Regions from separate parts of the Bombyx mori genome. Here all the other regions are linked to region 3. The links are chromatin contacts, called in public Hi-C maps. All regions are on one chromosome and are shown on one strand. Each heading gives the region's core, a stretch centred on a gene start, on an enhancer-like site or on the middle of the called end of the contact. The rest is flanking DNA. Distances are from core to core; before and after follow the strand shown. Region 1 overlaps LOC101737318 (transducin beta-like protein 2). Region 2 overlaps LOC101737318 (transducin beta-like protein 2). Region 3 holds the start of LOC101737318 (transducin beta-like protein 2).

Evidence for each region. Hi-C and Micro-C count contacts between places; a contact is called where the count stands out from the background.
Region 1: a contact with region 3 is called in a Hi-C map of posterior silk gland, with 2.9 times the contacts expected there. The contact joins the enhancer-like site here to the promoter of LOC101737318 in region 3. A contact is called at or near these places in 2 of 7 Hi-C or Micro-C datasets (posterior silk gland and whole pupa).
Region 2: a Hi-C map of posterior silk gland shows a contact between it and region 3, with 2.2 times the contacts expected there. The contact joins the enhancer-like site here to the promoter of LOC101737318 in region 3. A contact is called at or near these places in 2 of 7 Hi-C or Micro-C datasets (posterior silk gland and whole pupa).

What each region holds. Positions count from the first base shown.
Region 1 is chr8:8,630,274-8,633,704 of ASM3026992v2, reverse strand. All of the region lies in intron 3 of LOC101737318 (transducin beta-like protein 2), which reads left to right. Among protein-coding and RNA genes, the nearest start is that of Mir2807a-3, 6.5 kb to the left of the region's middle. Within about 2 kb of position 2,069, at least 3 of the 8 cell types and tissues checked have open chromatin away from gene starts, as enhancers often do.
Region 2 is chr8:8,655,005-8,658,358 of ASM3026992v2, reverse strand. The region is part of intron 2 of LOC101737318 (transducin beta-like protein 2); the gene reads left to right. Among protein-coding and RNA genes, the nearest start is that of Mir2807a-3, 18 kb to the right of the region's middle. Within about 2 kb of position 1,893, at least 8 of the 8 cell types and tissues checked have open chromatin away from gene starts, as enhancers often do.
Region 3 is chr8:8,692,883-8,696,558 of ASM3026992v2, reverse strand. LOC101737318 (transducin beta-like protein 2) reads left to right here and starts at 1,824. Exons shown (of 6, transcript XM_004932074.5): 1 at 1,824-2,177. The coding sequence starts at 2,027.

The sequences.
Region 1 (3,431 bases), core at 820-3,319, 63 kb after region 3:
CCTTCCCATATTCTGGACTACTTTATCGGTGATATGATCTGTGAAGCTGTGGCGTTTAAGAACGCACCTTTTTATGATGCGTAAGCCGGAACGCACGAGAGGTGAAAAAAAGAATATAGTCTGTGACACGGGACATTTTTTACCGCCGAAAATTTAAAACGTAAAAATAATTTATAATGTGTTTAATAACTAATGTAATATAATTACTTAGAATTGTTAATGCCGCTACAACAATAAAATTCAAAGCCTTTGTTTTTACCTAGCGAACTATTTAATTGATATTTTTATGATATAAACACACATAAATAAGAATGATTAAAATGAAACTTGCATCTTCCCTTACACATGAATACATATACGCATGTTGCTTTCTCGTGTTACCGGACACAATGAAAGTATATCCATCGCGATACCACGTTCACTTTCCAATCCGAAATCAAATTGCATAATGACATTAAAATCAACAATAAAGATTAAATATATATATAAACGTTGCGACACTTTCAGTATTACAAAATCTCTGTAACGTAAGCGATAATCTTTCGATAGGCACCGTTAAAATTGATGATGATCGATATTCATTTTATTGGTTTTCGTTGGCAGAAGAGCGTGTTTTCTATTGTCGCCCAAGGAATTAACATTCACAATGCCTTGCCAAAGATATTTTGGAAGGAGTGAACTGTCATGAACAAATTTCCCCTCCTACAATTTTTTTTTATTGACCTTGTAGGCAGACAAGCATACGGCCCACCTGGTGCTGAGTGGTTACCGTCGCCCATGGACTACAGCAATGCCAGGAGCAGAGCCAAGCCGCTGCCTACCGTAAATTCGTACCTACCGTTCAATGACCTGTATATACATGTGTTCAACCTCGAATCAGTAACCCCCCCCCCCCCCCCCCCTATTTTGATAGCACGTTCAATACGTTGAACCACGAGCTTCAATTAAACATTGTAATGTATATTAATTAACATATCACGTATTTATCTTCGGTCTTGTTTCGCGAGACCAAACGAACAAAGATCTTTGTATCCTTTGTTTTAAAATGCGCATGTTACTCTTGTATTCGTCACCTTATCATGTGACATACGAAATCGATTTATTTTGTTAACTTAAAATCGATACAAATAATTATATAGATTCGGTCATGAACTCGTTCGGATTGGGGTATCATTGTTTTGCTTATTTATGCTTATAATACTTTCACACTTTATACTTACATGTCAATGAAAATTTTGAGAGTCCTTTATGTCTCAAGGTATCTGATGGCAATAATTTTGTGTAGATACCGCAATATAATTAAAATAATCGTTCACTTCTTGTCTAGATTTAAAATCGAAAGTATGATTTCATTTCACGTTGACACACGCGTCTTTCATATCCCACTAAAAACTATACAAGTTTATGAAAAATAAACAAACATTTATTAACACGTTGACTGCCGTGTAGGTCACCGGTGTCCTACGCGGCGCACTGAAGTAATTATATCGATTTTTGTTATGTACTAAATTCTACTAAGTTCTTCTTGTAGGCGTCCTACGCGGTTCACTAAAGTTATTATATCGATTTTTGTTATGTACTAAATTCTACTAAGCTAATGTACCTATATTTTAATCTTTTAAGTCAGTAAGAAAAAGATTCATTCTCAGTATCTTCAGATTCGTTTTTCCCAGAGTCTACTAGATATTCCGCGCTTTAATAAGATGATCCAAAAAAGAAATCGATATAATTACGTCAACGTTTTAAAGATGTAAATTCTGTATCGGTTTTGTTTCATTGAACAAAAAGTACTTTGACGTCGTTTACGTTGCGGGAAACCTCAATAAAACACATGTTTTCCTTGTTTATGATTTTAAATCGAACACAAAAATCAATCCACGTCCCTTCCCTTCCGTAATATTAACAAATATTTATTCGTAAAACAAATATGGCTACGTACCGATAAAGGAGACGCGAAGCGATCGTTTCGTGATTTTGTTTAAAATCACGACGACCTTGTGTGTTCGACAATGAACCTCGACAATGTTGTTGAGACACCCATTGTCTTAACGAAAACGGGCTTATTCCGCATAAATACGATACGAGGATAACGCAGCGCGGGCTTAGACAGCGCTTTTAATTCTTTATTGCTGTTTGTGTTGTACCGTTAAAGGGTATTGTTACTGATATTCTTATTCTAATTACATTCAGTCAGATTTATATACAGTAATTTACCCAACCCGGCTCTTTGATAATATGATGATGAAGACAATTTAACGGCCGTCTGGTGTAGTGGTTATTGACATAGTCACTACACAAGGGGGTCGCGGGTTCGAATCCCGCCAAGGGAAGATATTTGTATAATAAATATAAATGTATTTTCCAGGGTTATAGATGTATATTAAATATATGTATGTGTATAATAAAAATCTTACATTTATTTCCGTTATCTGGTACCTGTAACACAAGTTCTTTACGAGCTTAGCACGGGAACAGTTAACGTGGCGTGATTGATAGTATATATTAATTTATTATTTAATGTGTATTATAACAAATCACAAATCAGCATAAAGGAGGAGGGGACGGCTTAAGTTCGAGGCTGTCGCCGGAATCTCCCTTATCTACCCGTATCTTTTGATGACAACTAGACTATGTTCTGCTAGAACCTCTGACGGAATTTAAATTTTATAGATTCTACAATTAAATTTCTTAAGTTTGTATTTAAAATTCAAAAACGAATTATTTAATAATTCGATCAACATTTTGAAAATTCGAAATTCAGATTCAAATATAATACAATAACAAAACATGAAGTTTCATTATAGGTATAGTGTTTTATATGTATTTATGATTAATAAGAATAAAACGGGAAGCTATTTTCCGTTATGTATTTTATCTTATACATATTATCATGACCATCTTCCTAGTCTACCTACGTCGACTTGTATAGGCATTAGTTAATAGGATATGTACCACCGCATCCGATGTGATTATGATGATATCATATCAGGAAAGTCGAAACAGAATTCCGCACTGACTGACTTAAATTGATGGTTCTTTATTGTACATAGAAGAAAATATGTAATAGAAAATTTAACACTATATGAGTTTTCTGCAGCAATCAAGAAAGCTATAGAGCGAAATTAATTATATAAGTGGTTAACCTAACAGAATACAACATATTGTAACCAATATGTTTAATTTTATTAGGTACTTACTAGCTGAGTTCCGCGATGTTACCCGCGGTTATTGTCGTACCGCGGGTGACGCCGCGGGGCGAAGCTAGTCTAAAAAACGTAGCCTAAGTTACTCCTTATATCGTCAGCTACCTATCAGCGAAAGTCCCGTCAAAATCGGTCCAGCCGTTCCAGAGATTAGATTAAAATAGAGATTAGATTAAAAATTGTAAAAAATATTATTTTGGTGTATGTTCTGTATATATATTCATATGC
Region 2 (3,354 bases), core at 644-3,143, 38 kb after region 3:
ACGACGGGCTCCAATTCAGCGGCGTGGCAAAAGAAACGACAGTTAGCTTGTCATACAAAGAATTTAAAGTTTATCCGTTACAATAAAACGAAGGATTGTGAATTTTGATGAATATATGAAGACCATCAACGCAAAAGTGACCTAAACCACATTTTTTTTATATTCAAGCTTATATGACGTATATTCGAATTTATTTGAATAAATTTTGATGCAAAACCGGCCTATCCACAGTTTCGCCCATAGATAACAGATAGCTTTGTAAACATTATTTTTGCGCGTATCGTTTTTTTTGCTTAGTCAAATTCAAATTCATGAAAATGCAAACCTAATTGCCTCCATACTGACTATGGTAAGCTTAGGCCACTTTTGCCACATATATCTTTATAGGTTTAATTATTTTTAATTGATTGAGTTATTGATGTTCGGACTGATAGAGTAGCTTGTGCGCGATAACGTAGTCGAGTCAAAGTATGTTCGATATATAAGGTTATCGGCGATGGTGTCACCGACCAGCCGGCGGCGGCGGCGCGCCAACACGCGATTCTGTATACAAACAACGGCACGGCACACACGCATACGACTCTACGTAGAGAGGTGGCCAACAAAGAGCGCGTTGTACATACAAACGGACCGACTTTATGCGCTTCATGCGATGTAGCCGTCATGCGCACATGCTCTTGATAGTGAAGTTCATTTCGTTTTATTGATCCGAATTAAAATAAACCAAACCTACACATTGATACACCTAAGACGTTAGTTTATCAAACGGACTCTAACGCTTGAAGACCACCTGCAGACAATTAGTATAATGATAAAATATTTATGTAATTTGTACATGACCAAGAACAGGGTAAATCATAATTAAATTAATTACATATTAGTTTAATATGTAATAAAGTGAAGCTTTATTTAGAATTGGTTTGATTAAGAAATAATTCTCAAATTCATAAATGTCGTTCGTCACGTAAGCAAATCTCGTCACGTAAGCAAATCTGATGAAATTATGGCATTATTACGGAGTCTCGTAAGCGGTATGATTCTGAAAAACGTATGATTCACGTTCGATCGTAATTTTTACCGTTAAAAATAAAAGTTTCCTCTCGGTATCTGTATTAAGACGAAAGTATTTTTTTCAAAAACAACCTTATAACGAATTGACTGTATATAGTATCATTGACATTGATGGTATAATTGATGATATAAATGATTGAAATAATATGTTTTTCGGATCCCGAATTTTAATTTCATTAATATTCTGACACATTTCCTGTAAGATTTGTGCTTTAAGAATCGGAGACAATGACCGGCCTTCCTTCCCTTGTCAATCATTGTACTCTCACTCTTCCGTAGTTTAAAGTGAATTATCTATTTTTCTCTCTTATCGTCAAATTAATTAATCATTCATAACTCTGAAAATGAAAATTTACAATTCACGGAACAAAACCGATTAATTGTTGCTTAAATAAATAATTAGTAGGTACTAAGGAAACGATTAAATAATGATCACTTAAAAAACGATTATATATATTCAATAAAGAAACGATAATGTCTAGATAATTATCTAATGTTACCATTTACATTTTTGTCCGGAGTCGAACCCATATTATATTATCGTACGTAAACATCGCGTCCACGCGGGTCGCGGGCATCAGCTGTTTAGTGTAAACAACTAAACAAACGTCAGTACAAATCGAGTTGCTTCAGGGTTAGGACGCTCTGCGTGTTAAATATCTAAAATAAGTTCAAATACAAGTAATGTTTTGTACGAAAAAGTTGTGTTATTGTTTAGAAAAAATGAGAATAGGCCAGTCGATCGTTGTGTCCCGTTAACGAAGGCGCGCTGCGTACGTAACGTATAAAGCGTGGGCTGCCCCACCAGCGCGTCATTAGTACAGCGCCCGCGCGCGCGATAGCACGTACCTCTAACTCAAGCTCCGCGCTCGTATTTCGACTCTATGTGTACACAAGCCAACCAAGAAACATGCATTTTTGTATTCAATTCCACGATTGGTTTTATCAAGAGACCGTCGCGTCGGTGGACCCTGCCGGCGCTGCAGCACGCCGGCGCAAGCCGCGTGATCAACGCCGCCCCCCGTCCGCGCCGACGACGCCGTCGACGCCGCAGAGACTCTCCACTGAACAACTAGCACAGGCCCTCCGGTCACATTTCCTGTCTCCAAAGCGCATGTGGACCTTGGGATATCCTTTGGAAATTGAACCGAATTCGACTAAAGCGGTCGTATACATAAATCCACCGCCTCGACCTAGACCGATGACTACGTGGGATGTAAATGCCCCTGAATTTGTTCCCGGGTCCCAAGGTGACAGCGGTCGCGGGTCCTTGGGGTCAACTCCGCGATCTGACAGTGACGAAGAAGCGGATGCTGTGGAACACTTGTGTGTACGTTGTGATAAAATGTTTAGAATGACTCGTGATGGTGAATACGTTAAAGAAGAAACATGCCTCTATCATTGGGGCCGTGTTAGTAGTGATTCTCGGTACGCATGCTGCAAATCAATGCTCGGCTCAAGAGGATGCAGTGTAGCGCGATCTCATGTGTGGAGCGGTACTCGTCCTGGGATGAACGGACCTCTTGAAGGCTACGTGCGCGCACGTTCACCTCGCGGTGGAGTGTATGCTATTGACACGGAGATGTGTTATACTACAGCAGGATTGGAATTAGCTAGTATCGCGGTCATTGCAGCCGATGGCCGTCTTGTATACCGATCACTAGTTAAACCGAGTTCACCTGTCGTCGATCACAACACCCGTTTCTCGGGCATCAGGCCGCGCGACTTGGCGCGCGCGACTAAGACGCTACGAGACGTACAAAACGATATACTAGGATTCGTTGGAACTGACACAATCCTTATCGGACATGCTCTGGAAAATGATCTCCGCGCTTTGAAGTTATTGCACAGCGCAGTTGTAGATACATGTGCTTTATATCCACACGCACGAGGATTCCCAATGCGCCGATCACTACGCGCCCTATCCGAGGAGCTTCTGGGCCGTACTGTACAAAGAGGCAGCAATGGTCACTCGCCATTGGAAGATGCTCGAGCTGCTATGGATTTGGTGCTACTTAAAGTACAGCAGGAGCAAGCGAACAGAGTACACAGCATATCATATCAACTACCTATTTTGCAACCTTATGATCCATTAGTTAGTTCCGCCTAATAATTTGAGTGATAATATTTTAATGTGAAAAGAAATTTGTTCTATGGACACAATTAATGAATTATTGACCAAATTGTGATTGACAATATTCGAGAGTGACTAAATTGTCACGTTGACGGAGCGCGCGTACTGACATGTGTAGTATGTGCCTCTGAATTGCAATCGAGGCAATA
Region 3 (3,676 bases), core at 575-3,074:
AACTGTTGACTGTGTGAATGAGAAAAGCCGAAGATCAGTCTCAGGGCTGTAAGCTCACACGTCTCTGTCCAGCGGTGTAGAAGTGTACATTTATGATGGTAATAATTAATGCTTTAACTGGAAGATGTTAAAATAATGTTTTTCTTTCACAAAATTTCAACAAAATTCTTTCTTTTAAAAAAACTTATTTTTGGGATTGATAATCATGAAATAGTTTTATTTATTTACCATTGAAATCCCTTTTTCTAAAACGTATCCCCTATGTAACACCCATTTATTTGTCTGGCTTGCAATTGATCTGTTTAGTTTTGGTTATTGTTTTGGATAATAAATTTTGAGTACCTATTGGTCGCCCTGTACACACTTGGCGACGCACCGTAGAGAGTGAGATGAGGACTGCCAACGTGACCTGGAGTGATGTCAAGGAGCAAGCGCAAGACAGGGTAAAGTGGAGACAACTTGCGAGGGCCCTATCTACCAGCGGGGTACCCTAGGACTACAACAACAACAACAACCTATTAATAGTTACTCAACTTTTTTGCACAAGAGCTGTAAAACACTATCTCCATAGTATAATTTTTAGTTGATATTTAGATTATTTTGTAGTATATAGTTTCAAAGTGAAGTTATAAGTATAAAATGAGGCAAACATAACAAATTATTCAAGCATGTCTTTCTTTTGTTTGTTCGCTAATGTTAAATTTTGAAATATGTATAAAACAAGCAAGCCTTTCAAATAACCATATTCTAGTTTTCTACAGAGTCAAGATATTGATACCTGCCACCCCGACGAGACGACATTTTAATTTACAATAAAACTTAAAATTTGGTACTTCATTCTACATTGTTGAAAAATTGAGTTTATAAGTATTATTATTATTCAACAGATTTCAATCTCATTAAGTGTATTTCATGACACTTGTCAGATTTTAGTTAAACAAACTCATTGCTTTTAGCAATGTACTTACATACTCCACTGATTAAATACTATTTTTCTTTTAAATAGATAACATACTCTTTTTATGACTGAAAATGTTTTTTAGACTCAATCCATAAAGCCATAGTTAAAAGGTACCTAGCCAACTTTTGAGTTTGGTCAATAATAACAGTATGCAACATAACATAATGTTACTTGGAGCCATATTCTTTTAACAGGAGCTTACTATTGCCTTCGTAAATTTCCTGCCTGTCTACAACTCTTATACACTCGTGTATATAACTTAAAATAACTATCCGTGAGACCACTTGAGAAAGAAACACTATGGAAAATTAAATCTAATCTGCTAGCGTGTGCCAAAAATGATTTCTAGAAACACATAATGGGTGACCACAATGCATTAGGGTAGGTGTTCACAGTTACATGTACACTCTCTACCTAGATTTCTGCAATTTTTTAGATTTAGCAATTTAGCTTATTTCATTTCTAAATGTTTTTGTTCACCAATGTGATAGTATGAAATGCACTATTGAATAACTTATTTTAATTTTAAGCATTTCGGCAAACGCCTATTTGCTCTACGATATTACTGATGCTGAAGTTGTACAAAACTACAAAATAACAAAAGTCTGAAATCAAAATACATTATTACGTTTGATAATGACTATAACAGTGAATCAAATCCGGACCAGTATTATAATACTCAAATACATTAATCTTTAGTTTCGTAATTTGATCTATGCCTATGCTCCATGTTTGGCTTTTTGAATTGCTAATTAAGAAGCTGGCTGATTTAAGAAGCTTGAGATTTTAAAACTTATTTGGCTTAAAAGCACAAATACCAGGTCTTGTAGAAAACGACAAAAACAAAGCTTGACAGTTTGACAGTGACAGATAAGTACCGGCACGTGTTCCCGCGCCGCATCGTGGTTGACTAATTGAATATATTCACTTCATTCAATCAATTCTGTTCAGTCAGTCATATAAGTATCTGTGGTTAGTTATTGTTTGTGTGACCGCGTGATTATAATTTATCGTAAATCTTAATTTGTGCACTATTCTTAGTTTCCGCGAAAGAATTTAGTCAGAATGGGAGAGATTGAAAGCGGTCAAAACATTCACGTGTTCCTCTTGTCGGCAACTGCAGTTTTAGTCTGCGTTTTGTTGCATTTCATTTACAAAATTATATTCCGCAACAAAAACCAAGCGGTGGAGGAACGTGAGAGAGAGAACAATTCTGGTAAGGGTTAGAATTAAATTTTAGAAGCTTCTAAATTTTTTTAAATAGTTCTTAATTATTTTAAAAACAACACCAGAAAATTCGCCGAATTTTTTTAGCAGATTCAAATAAGTTGAAGGTATGTACGTAAAAGCATAACTATTTACCGGCAACGGACACAGTAGGTACCTAGTATGTATCTCATGCGGTTTTTGTGCTATGCGAGCGGATGCTATAACTGTACTTGAAAAGTTGACTTGAGAATGTACCTGACATACATAGAATTTACGTCCTCAACAACTGTACTCTGTAAGTCATTGAACTAAAGATCTCATATAATTAATTATAGAAAAAAATATGTGTTAATGATCCCATTATTTTACATATAAAGCTTAAAGAAAATGTCGTCGATAATTTTCTTTAAAGAAAACCTAAAGTATAAGAAAAGTACGAATTTTGACTATATAATGCAATTTCATGTTCAATTTATTGATTACATTTTACAAAAATATATAAAATAAAATATGTACTAGCATCTTATTGTTCTCTATTGTTAAGTATCACAAAGCCATTTCTTCTGTAATAGAACTGAAGAAGTACATTGTAGCTTGGAAAGAAAAATAATTATTAAATTAAATAGTACAGTTAGTACAGGGCTTCTGAATATATATATATTTATGTAAATTGAAATGAATAAGTAACACATAAAGGCCTAATAACAGAAACTTATGGTTAGGACAATAACATATCGTCACCATCTGTGCAAATATTGTTTTCCAAGACAAGGCAGACTATGACTATGCCAGATGGAGGAATCAAATATGAACATTTATATTGTACACAGATATGTCTAAATCTAATTTTTGTTACAAAAGGTAACATTTATGTATTCTTAGATAAATATAATATGTAATGTAAAAAAATTAAAAATACAAACTTTCACTGCATAATCATAATTAAATAAATATGATTTAAAAGATGAATTAAAGTATTAAAAAATAATACTTAATTGATTTTGGAAATGATCTGCCGGTTGTTGTTTTGTTAGTCATAACAAGTTATAAAGTTGCTCATGCAGTGCAACCGAGCTCAAGTCACTTTCTCTGCTGAGATAAACTGAACACTTACATAACAGCACTGCTTTCAAGACACTCGATTTGTAACTTTTAAAAATAATTTTATGCTGTGTTCATATCTGCTTATTTGTTTACATGATTTTTGTACTGATAAAAACCAGGAAAAAATATATAAACATGGTAACATCAAAAGGAAGGGTTTTCTTTCATCTTATTGCCTAAATCAAAATCATTACACTTTCGAATATCTTACTCAAAGATGACAATAACAAGAGTTTTCCCTTGGGGCAAATATCATACAATCCACCAGACAGTAAGTGGTCATGGACATCAACATTGCTATAAGCAAAGCCAAATTGCTGCCTGACATTTGATCTATCATAGCTATACGAAGCAAATGTCAGTAGCCAGGGTAAACTAGGGGTATAGAAATTTGATAACCAC